Linked DNA regions of Anser cygnoides: region 2 is linked to region 1. The links are chromatin contacts, called in public Hi-C maps. All regions are on one chromosome and are shown on one strand. Each heading gives the region's core, a stretch centred on a gene start, on an enhancer-like site or on the middle of the called end of the contact. The rest is flanking DNA. Distances are from core to core; before and after follow the strand shown. Region 1 has its middle 51 kb from the start of IVNS1ABP. Region 2 holds the start of IVNS1ABP (influenza virus NS1A binding protein).

Evidence for each region. Hi-C and Micro-C count contacts between places; a contact is called where the count stands out from the background.
Region 2: a Hi-C map of liver shows a contact between it and region 1, with 1.8 times the contacts expected there. The contact joins the promoter of IVNS1ABP here to the enhancer-like site in region 1. A contact is called at or near these places in 2 of 7 Hi-C or Micro-C datasets (both in liver).

What each region holds. Positions count from the first base shown.
Region 1 is chr8:16,528,546-16,534,153 of Taihu_goose_T2T_genome, reverse strand. No RefSeq gene overlaps it. Among named protein-coding and RNA genes, the nearest start is that of IVNS1ABP, 51 kb to the left of the region's middle. Within about 2 kb of position 3,148, at least 3 of the 3 cell types and tissues checked have open chromatin away from gene starts, as enhancers often do. A contact at or near this core is called in liver, where this site is marked.
Region 2 is chr8:16,579,678-16,585,285 of Taihu_goose_T2T_genome, reverse strand. It overlaps IVNS1ABP (influenza virus NS1A binding protein), which reads right to left and starts at 2,779. Exons shown (of 15, transcript XM_048059236.2): 1 at 2,565-2,779. It overlaps LOC106034011 (a long non-coding RNA gene), which reads left to right and starts at 2,951. Exons shown (of 4, transcript XR_007161558.2): 1 at 2,951-4,493.

The DNA.
Region 1 (5,608 bases), core at 1,899-4,398:
GGATGCTAGCTTTCTGTGGTTTGTGGAACCTAAGGCTGAATAATTGAGTCTTTAATGAGGCTTATTATTATCTGTCGCTAGTAAGATACATGGTGGAGATGGAAGGGAGAAGGAAGAGACAGAGAAAGAGGAGGAGAGTGCAAGAGAGAAATAGAGAAAAGAAAGAATGAAAGTTAAGAAAGGAAGGAGGTGAGGGGAAAAAAAAAAAAAAAAGTAATTTTGTGCATTTTCTTGCATGTTTAAGACCAGGCAAGGGGAGGAAATCTCTTGGCCAATGCAGTTTAATGCCTTGTAAGGGACTCCAAACAATACTCTTTGAAACAACAGCAAGGTAATAGATCTAAAGATTCAGATTACCTTACTTGACCCGGATGACATAGCTGTTTTGCCAAGAGCTTAGGGATCAAAGGAGAAGCCAGCTGTACAAAGGTCTTCCTGAAAGACCGGAGGGGAGAGGTTGTTGGCTCCAGTGAGATGACACGTACTGATTGAATAAAGTTCCTTGGTAAGCAGGGTGTCACTTTGATTCAAAAAAGATCAGGATTAGTCAGGTTTATGCAGGTGCTTGAAGGAAATGTCACTCACACGGAAGATGCTGTGAGTATGCCTCTTGGTGTTGCATTAATCTTTCTGAGCACTATCTTCATTTTGGTAGGCTAACTCCGTGTTGCAATGATGAAACCCCTGGCTAAATCTGCAAACTCCTTCTGCCTACAACAGTATTTAAATTCCGGCAAACTGTCACAACTATACCACTGACTAAAGCTTATAACCACCTGTGTCATTTGGCCTTCCCCCGGAAAAGTGGAGGTGTGGGCTTCTGACTTCAGAGCCCTCAATGTCTAGTTTGATTTCAAGAGGTCATTTTGTGTGCATGGAGGAAGCTGTTGCACCGAGGAAGCTGCAGCAAAGAAATGGAGGCCAGCAGAAGGAATCACAGATCAAATGCTAAGCAGCAATGGTCTGCTGCTATGGAGAAGGTAATATTGTAACAGAGTGTGAAATGAGGAGCGTTATTTGAAGAAGAGTAGTAATGTGTCTACTCTGCTCAGCATTAGTAAGACCTTGACGGGAGAGCTGGGTCCGGCTTTGGATGCTGCTTTTCAGGAGAGGCATGGGCTGATCAGAGAGCATCAGGAGGAAAGCAGAGAGTGTGATCAAAGATCTAATATAATGTAAATATAATTTTTAGGGAAAAAGTAAAACAACCCCAGTTCTTCCAATTTAAAGACAGCCAAAGGAAGGACTGTGGGACATAAATCTGTAAACCCTTAAAAAAACCCTCAGATTGTAGTAAGGGAGATTTTGTTTATTTTTTTGGAAAGCTCTTCTAGCAGTAAGCGTAGTAAAGCCCTGGGGGAAAAATAAATACAGAATACATGGAAATTTGACCACTAGAGGATTTTAAGAATTAGTGTGACAGAAAAATTGAAGTAGTTGTGTTGGTAGAACCGATCCTGTGGGTCAGACAGGGTAGATAAGCTCTTTGGGGTCCTGTTTCTTTTCTTTTTGACCTCCTTTTCAATTTGTTGTGCCAACTTTCAGTTCTTATCCTGTCCTCCAAAGCATCTGCAATTGCGTCGCAAATTTTATAAGCACACTTCCTCTATTCTCACCCAAGTTATTGCATTAAGATATGAGTTCTAGACTCGCCCTAAACGTGATATGGTCCCACTTGCAATACCCTCCAGGTCTGATATTAATCTTTCATTGATGGCTGCATTTGGAGAGGAATTTGTTTCAGCGTGTTGCACATCCATGATTTGGTAGCTATACTCTGGTGGCAGTTCCTTGTGAGAATGTCCTGTGGCAATGTCCCTTTCTACCTCGAGGAAAGAAACCTTTAGCCACTAGAGCACTTGCCCCATCCAGGCAGGAAGGTATACTGCTTTGACAACTTGTTGCCTTATTTTAATTAGCCTGTATTCTTGGTTCACATTTGTTTAAGCATGACTTTTCAAAGGGTTAAAGGTTGGCTGGCTGACACACTACTCAGATTCTCTTTTCACCTTTAAGACAGTGGTATATTTGCTCAACATACTGCAGATCAAATCCTGTTTTAGCAAGCTTAGGTAAACAGCCCATACCTCTGCAAGGACACAGCACATATTGTGTTTTATTGGAGAGGTCCAATCTAGTGATCTGTGTAAAATAAGGGAACAGTTTAGCCCAGCTCTTTGTAGAAAGCACTGCATAAAGCAATTTCCTGGGTGGATGTGAGGCAAGTGTAAGACTGCACTAGTGTTGTAACTACACAGTAGTCATACATACTCCTGCGGCAAAGTGACCAAAACTTGTCCTGTTTTCTTTCTGCTGTAAATATTTAAAAGAGAATATGATTGTTTACAGGTTTGTGGAGTGGATCTGACGCTTTAGAGAGTGCAATCTTGATTCAAACTGAAAACAACATACGAGGAGGAAGGGCAGTTCTAGCTGTCCTCCCGACTGTGGGAAAAATAACCTTTCCAGATGACGGGTCTCTGCCTCCTTGCCCATTTCCCAGGCAGGTAGCCCACTTTGACAGCAGGCTTTCAAGTACTCCTGGCAGGAAGGGGTTGTCTGCTCGGCCTTGTGTAAACAAGATGCAACCATTGTTCCCTGGAAGCTGGCCAGCACGACCCTAAACCAGGCAAAACAGAAATGCCTGCCTTTGAACTTGTACCTTCTATTTCCCAGTACTTTTATGAACTTATTTTTGTGGCCAGGTTGACATCAGGATATGGGTCATTAAAACAAATATATTTCAGGTGGTTAAAAACATCAACACAATGTTAGCACAAGGAGTAGGTTAAGTGTGAACCTGAGGGAACACTCTGTGCAGCTTTGAGAAGGGAAACAGAAATAAACTATTCCCAGAGTAACTCCACAAAACTACTTGTACTATTTACCTATTGTATACAAAACAAGGGGTGGCAGGTAGCACAGTTCAATTAGTGCTAAAGTAAATCCAATTTTATTTAATACTACAGATTATTGCTGTGTTTGGGACACTTTGAAAGTAGCTAAAGTAAATTAAAGTAGCTGGCTAAAAACATGGAATTCAAGATTTCCATCCATCTTGCTGGTTAGCTGTATAAAGGCGCCTTGTATAAACTCCTAGAGAACAAAACAAACCTGCTAGTGGGTTTGAGAAATTTTTCCAATAGACAGGATAAAACATATTTCTGCTCAGTTTTCATTCGAGACAGAAATATTACAGCAGTGTCCAGGAATAGGATGATCTATGATAGCTGCACAAAGAGCAAACTTCTGATTTACTCTGAGGAGTCTGTGTTCATATTTTCCCTTGCCTGTTGTAGATCCTTTTATGCTTGTGTAACTCATTTTAATAACACTTCTTGCTGTAATATGTAGGTGTTTTGATGGTACGGTTTTGGTATGCCCAGATCCTTCTCCCTTTCTGCTCAGAGCTCAATCACGTAAGGACAAACCAGACAAGCTGTATCCCCACAAGGTGCATAGAGTGTCCTTAGGGCCACTCTGTTTTAGCTCCAAGGTTGCTGAAGGAAGCACACTGCAAGTGTTGTGGAAACTTCCTGATGCTCCTGGCCTGGGAGATGGTGCTGCGTATCCCTGCTGCCTGGCATACCCTCTGCCCTGCTTACCGTCCTCCAGTGCTGCACCCTCACTGCATTTCCTCAATGTTCCCTACATCTCAGGATGGTGGGGAGTGAGGATGACTCTCTGCTGAGAGTTTTACGTGTATTGGGTACATCAGTTGATTGCCTGCTTTGACGCTCACAGTAGTTCCCACTGGTATTGAGGATACCATCTGCTGCCAGATGCCTGAAGAGCTAAGCAGCATTTTGGGGGAGTGTGTGGAACTGTACAACTGGGTCCCTGTTTTTTGGAAAGTGAAACCAACTACAGATATGCATCTCTACAGAAAGCACTGGGACAAGAGGTGAGTGCAGGCATGCCTGAAAGACCTCTTAGGAGAAACAGGGACTGAATTCAGCCTGGATCCAGAGGAAATCATGCGAGACACAGCTAGATATACCTGCAACAGAGTGATGACTGTCTGGAGGGAGACTGGACCAGGCTCAGCTAGAAAAGGTAGTTACCATGCATGCCCAGGATGGCTTTCAGTACGGTCAGCTGTTGGCGGAGTATGCTGTTGGCTGAATTTCATATGAAATGCTTCCATGGATCACTGATCTTGTTCTGGAGTGACCTATCAATATGTAAACCAAACCTGGACTGTACTTTGAATGCTCCAGAGGAGGTCACTAAGACTGCAGTTGATTAAAAATTGACTTTTAGAAAACACATAATACGTTATAAGGCCATGTGTATTGGCCAGATAAGGCAGAAAACCAAAACACACGGGGCTTTCAGACTTAGGAAATATATCAATATTTGGGTTTGTTGTTGTTGCTGTTGATTTCATGAACTGAATTGTTGCAAAACATATGAATGTAATCAGGTATATATAGGTTTTTTTTTTTTTTTTACTACATCAGTACAAATCTAAAGCAAACTGAGGATTATAGAGCAAGCCTTAATTTGCAAATGGAACCTTTGGCATGCTGCTTCATTTAGATGTTATACAAATATATTGGTCAGTAGATGAATGTTAACACCACCTTTTGAATTTTTTTCTTCCCTGCTTGCCCTTCTTTGACAGAGTTTGATATAAGAGTTTGAAAACATGCCAGTAGGTACTTCCTGATAGACAGTGGCTTGACAAAAGAAAAAGCCTGGGTGTCAATTTCTTCCGTGTTTGTAAATCGGATGCCTTAAAAGGCTTGTGTCCTGTTGTCTAAATTCCAGTTCATCCTCTCCACCTGCTATTTCCTATTTGCTGGCTCTGAGCCTATTAGGTGCTGATAATGAACAGTAGATTGGTGACTGGAGTGGCAAGCAGGCACAGACAGCTCACAGCTTGATTTCTATCAAGTCACTGATAATCCCAAACTGGTTTCTCTGCAAACTGACTTCTCGGGGTGGAAGTGGCCCCACTGGAACTGTATTTTTTGTAAAAACAGGAGTGAAGTGTTATGGAGCTCACGCTGACTTGGATTCCTTGAGACTGAAAATCGCGCCTGAGGCTGGCAGTAGCTCCCGAAATGGTACTGCTTGGTGGTATTTGTGCATCTACTTTCTGCAGAGACAGATGATAATCTCATTAAAAACCCTGCATTTGCTGTGAAAGGGACAAAGAGATGTGGATGTAGATCTGAATTCAATATCAAAACTACCACTGACTTGAATCATGTTAGGAGCTTTACCTTAACTTCTTAAGATTTGTCTGTCACTAAAGAGCCTGATAATGGGAGGAAGGCCCATACCAAAAGCCCTGCACTGGGCACTCCTGATATTAGGGTCAGTTCAAATCTCACTCTTCAGTTGGTAACTCAGGCCCCTTTTCTGTTTACAGTGGGTAAATAGAAAGAGGTATGTGTGGCAGTTTTTGGTCTTAATGCATTAATGTCCTCAGAGGAAGAACAAATCATTAGAGTTCAGACAAATTAAATGTTTGTGGATTTATTTTAGTGGCCTAAATGAGGCTAGAATTCCAAAGGGCCAGTTTTAATTTATTATGTTCATAATACAGTGAAGGCTTTTTCTCACAGCAAATGCTTTCTTTGTTATATTGATATAAACG
Region 2 (5,608 bases), core at 1,530-4,029, 52 kb before region 1:
TTACAATCCCCTCACGCAGAAAACATTCCAACATCAAAAATATTTTTAAAAGCCATTAAAAAAAACCTGCATTAAGATTACTGTTGAATTTCTCTGAGGTCTTAAACCCGTTGCCATGACCTAGGACTGTCCTCTACAGAGCCACTTCTGGGGACAGCACGTGCTGCAGCCTTGGGTGAGGTACCAGGCTGGCAGGTCCCAGCGCTGAGGCTGCCCACGACCAAACGCCACACGTGCTATTTATTTTTCCTCCCAGCTGAGAACTTGGGTCTAGTCCGGTGGTACTTCCACGTGCAGTACTTCAGTAAAAAATTAAAGTCGATGCTTTATGCCAATTTTGCACAAGATTTTTACCATATTAAGGAATTACCTCTTCAACTCAATGCTAAACCATTGATTTTTCAGTTAATGTTTTAGCTTAGGAGATACTTTTAAAACTTTTGATTACAAGTTGATACCTGTTGATAGAATGATTGACACTTGTTGATACAGTGGAACATAAATGGAATTTAACACCACATTTGGTGTTCCTAAATGTTTTCTGCTTGCTGAGGGCTTTCCTGCTTTTCACAGCCTAGTTTAGAAGAAATGTAGGTCAGACCTATAAGTACTTGCAGTCCCTTACCCATATCATAATATAATATATTTTCATGTCTGGGTTTGCATTTGGGTAAAATACTATGGGCTAAAACATATACCAACATAATTTGCACCACTGAACAGACTCAACTTCTTCACACCAGTGATTTAATACAAGTAAAGACTCATAGATTATGTATCAACGTTGGTTTGCATATTTACTTTTTGGTTATTTTCCACTACACATTTAGTCTGGTTGGTAAATAACCTGTAAATGTAATAACCTGTAACCTTGTGTTTTGCTGCAAATCAACCCACGCCATGCCCCATGTCCCCACAGTGAGGAGAAAGGGATAGGGCATTTGCTACCACCAGTTAAGGACTGAAGGGAAAGGAGAAAGTACTATGGACGTTTTCCAACACCTTTTACATGTAGTCCAAGAAAATGCAATACTTGGACTGCATTACAGAGAGCAAGGCTACAGAGCTCTGTATACAAAAACGTGTCCTTGAAGACCTAGAAAAATTTACAAGAAGCAGATTTTGTGCTAGAATGTTACTGCTCCTTCGACTACAACTCAGCTGCAACACACCAGCTGCCCAGTTAGGACTCATTTCCAGTGCTTTTCCGCCATGCTTCTGACATGCTCTCTTTCACTGTCTCATGTTCCTTTTTCCATACCGGTTCTGCACTTCCTCTTCTCCTTTTCCACCTCGTTAAAACTTTTTTGTTGTTGTTTTCATTGTCTTTGTCTACTTTCTGCCTCATACATAGTCTCTTAAAACCTGAACATTTCTCTCCCACCCCCCACCCCCATGGATTTCTACTAACACACTTCCTACAGTTCTTCAAACGTTTATCACACAACCAGCAAACTGTTTGGGTTTGTTTGTTTGTTGTCTCATCCCTCCCAGCTGGGCAGTTTTTGCCTTTAACACTCCCCACTTCTTAAACACTCAAACTGAGGAAAGAAATTATACCTATTTACAGTAGCTAAAGTACCATTTCCTAATTGGCATGTATTTGCTGACTGCTGCATCCTGTCTGTGCTCCAGGAGCTGGGTTTGTGGTGACAAAATCCACCTTCTAAAATTAAACCGATCTCACCATCGCAGCGGTACATCCTGCTTAGTTCCTTACTTTGTAGATCCCTGACGGAAAAGAATAAATGTGATGTCTACACACCCATCACTGAAGAAAAAAAAAAAATTCCCCTTCACAAACTGTGACGAATACGGAGAGAGTGATATGATACTGAATTTCCACTAGTCTGTCACCACTCGGCCTTGCTATCCTTCTTCCTTCGTAAGTAACTCGGATGCCTCGCCTCTCACTTTGTCAACATTTTTTCACCCTTCACAGAACTGCAACCAATTCGCTTTTTATGTTTCTGGGAGTCTTGGGAGCAGCAGTGAAACTGCCGAGGCCGGGGTGTTCTCCGTCGTGAAAAGCCTCTGAGGCGTTCCGAGAGGCCGCCGGCCAGGCGGGCTTGCAGGCACACAGCCCTGCCGTGGCTCTCCCCCTCCCCTCCAGCGTTAACGCCCAGAGGGCCTCTGATTTATCGCCGGCCTCCAGCAGCACCGACGGGCCCGCAGCCCGCTCCCAGAAGCGATGCGGGTGTCGGGGGGGCCGTGCCCGTGCCAGCACCCCTCCCTCGGCCCTCGGCCCCCGGCCGCGACCCGCCGCGCGCCAGGCCCGGCCCCGGGCGCTCTCCTCGGGCGGCCGGGCTGAGGCTGAGGCGCGGGCCGGCGGCCTGACCTTGGGGCGCCGCCTGAGGGCGGATCACGCCTCTTCTCCTCGGCGCAACTTCGGGATTTGAGAAACGTTTCGAAAAAAGCAGAACGCCCCGGCCCCGGCCCCGGCCCCGGCCCCGCGCGAGAGGCGCAGGGCTCCGCTCGCCCTGCCGGTCCGACGGCGCTGCCCGCCCCGCCCGCCGCCATGCCCCGCGCCGGGAACAAAGAGCCGCGGCCCCCCGCCGCCCCACCTGGTGCCTCTGAGCGCAGACGACGCCGTTCATATTGGGAGGCTCCAGGCTGCGGGGGAAGCCGAGGCGGAGACGCAGCCCCAGCCAGCCGGGAAGAGGGAGCGGAGCGAGGCGGCGGCGGAGGGACGGAGGGAGAAAGCGAGGGAGAAGGCAGGAGGCAGGCGGAGCGGAGCGGGAGCGCGGGCACAGCGCCGAGGACCCGCCGCCGGAGCAGGAAGAGCCCGCGGCGCCCTCCGCCTCCTGCGGGGCGGGCGGGAGGCGGCGCTGGGGCGGGCGGCATCGCGCCCTCCCGGCCTCCGCCCTCCTTCCTGCCCTCCATCCCTCCGTCCTTCCCAGCCTCCCGAGGGGGTTAGGGCGAGGTGGCCGGCGGGAGGACGGGGGCGCTGCCGCCGCCCGAGGGGAGCGGGAGCCGGTGGCGGCCGGCGGGCCGTGAGGGGAGGCGGGAGGCGGGAGGCGGGAGGCCTTCCCCCCGCCAAGCGCCCCCGGGCCTGGGAGAGCGCCGGGCACGCAGGGGAAGGGGAAGGGGAAGGAGGCGGCGGCGTGAGAGAAGGCAGAGGCTGGCCCTGGGCCGTGTCTGAGCGGATGCCCTCGCGCCCTTACTGGTAGCTCTTAGCTCAAGCACGCCCAGCTCGATGATTTTGTTTCTCACACCTAGTCACGCCTTTCCTCCCCAGCTATGGTGGCCTCCCTTCACCTGGGCCTGTAGCTGAGGACAGCCAGATACGTGGACAGGCATAACCCGAGGGCAGCTGGCGCAGTGCCGGACGCTCCCCGTGGCAGCCTGCCCTGTGTGGCAGCCGGCTCTGGCCTCAGCCTCTGTGAGCCGCTCGGATAAAGGCGTTTTCCCATCCGAATGTGAAATATGCCCCTGCTTTTCGAGATAAATCATATCTTCCTAGGCAAAGGAGTTTTCAAACATCGCTGCTGATAAATGAGGGGTGTTTGAAGTCTTGTCTGTTTATTATGTGTTTGCATGGGAGATAGCGTAATGGGTTTCTGATTCATGGCTGGAGCCCTGAGTGCTACTGCAATATCATAATAAATAAAACATGTAGTTGGATGAAGTCTGAGGTTCCTTGCTTATTTCCTAATTTAAAGCATCAAGGTCACCTGGAAGGCAGTGGTATGGCTTCCAGGCTTCCCCACACTATTTCCCCCTGTACTTTCTCGTGATTCTGAGGCCACCTTGTTCAGAAACTAGGGAATTTATAGGAGGTTATGTTAGATGCAGCTTCAGAATCTAAGCTGTCAAATATATAAGACATATATGATAATATTTCCCCATTTACCTAATATTCTTCAAGAGTCTCAGTAGAAAAGCATATTTTGAAACACTGGAGTTGGATGGTTATGAGGTTACAAGAAGAAAGCGCTTCAGTGTGCTGAAAGTAATTGTCTTGTCTACTGAGAGGTGAACAGAGGCATTAAGCCACAGGTACAGTGCTCAGGGGTACATATCTAACCACTCTCTGGAAATGTGTGTGGTAACGCAGCACCCATGCTGGGCCCTCTTTCCAGATTCTCATGCTGCCTGCAGCAAACAGAAATGTCTTGGCTTCTCACCTCTCTCTGATATATTTCCAGTCCCTGTTCCTTTCAATTTTTAAATTACTAGCCACACCTCAGTGCCTACCTTCCCACTCTTCGCTTTCTTTTTGAAGGAAGCTTATTAAGGACATGCTAATCAAAGGCAGTTGTGGTAAAGCTGGGAAGGAGAGGGAGGTGAAGACAAGGCACAAGTACTGTGATCAAATGAAACAGTTCTGGGGATGTTCCTTAATTAAGTAAATCTCGGTATTACTCAAGCTGCTGTTACAGTATTCTTAGGAAAGGACACGTCTTTATGAATCACCATTAATTTTCATTATCAGCTACTCTTAGTGATGTCAAAGAGCAAGCATAGCATCTTCTTTACAGCACAGTTAACAGGTGGGTATTTCCAGTTCTTTTCACATAGATACTTGTGGCAAAGGAACATGTTTGTGCTTTTTGAGACTGGCTAGACTCTGATCTCGGGCATTGTCTTCTTGGGACCAGTTGCATTATGATCACCCAAACTCACAACCCCAGAAAGGTGCTTCTTGCTTTGTGATTCACATGAAATCAGTATACATTATTAAAACACCATTGTTACAGCTGATACATGACTGTTTCCTGTGATGATGGAAAAGCCTTCTGTAACATGCAAATAAGTTTATTTGAATTTGCTAAATACTCTGGTATCTGTCTCTATGAAACTTACGCTAAATGTTAGACACAAGTATCACTCTTCTTATAAGAGAGAGCAGTGAAAGTGAGATACAAGTGTGCTCTCCTCAGCTGTCACTTTTGCTCAAGAAAGCAAGATCTCTCAGAAATACTCAGGTATTACTCTCTTGCTTTGTTTGTTCTTTCATATATAACAATCCAACAGTAGATTTAACATCGCACATATGAGTACATTTTCTGCTTGAGTTTCACCTAGGCTGCCCAATGGCTTAGCCAAAAGTGTATCTTGAGATCTTGAGCAGCTTTACATAAATATCTAATAATTTAAATGACCAAGCTCAGATAGCAGCTGCACCATTCCCCATGTTACTGAACTGTGGATGATACACGTTAAAAACTGTTAGTCAAAACTTGGCCACTGGCAAGCACTGAACGTCAGGAGATCACTCTGTCTAGATGAGGTCTCTGGATGGGAAAAATCTGCTCGGTGGAACAGAAGAGGCAAGTAGGCAGTATTGCTTAGTTCTTGAAGCATGTCAACGAGTAGAATGCAGAAAGCTGTGACTGCAATTTTTTGTTTTCTAAGCGAGGTTGCTTGATTCATAAAGAACACTTTATTGAAAGGGGCTGGTGGGATCAAGTTGATACCAGACAATTAAGTTACTGGGAGCTGAAGCGGAAGAACTAGTTAGCACAGGTGCAAACATCAGAGCAGCATCGATGGTGATGTTCATTAGAGTCCTAGAGCTCCTACTTTGACAGCTGTCCTGTGCTGTAACAGTGATATTAAGATGTTGAGAACTCTTCTTTAACAATACCGTGTCTTTAATAACACT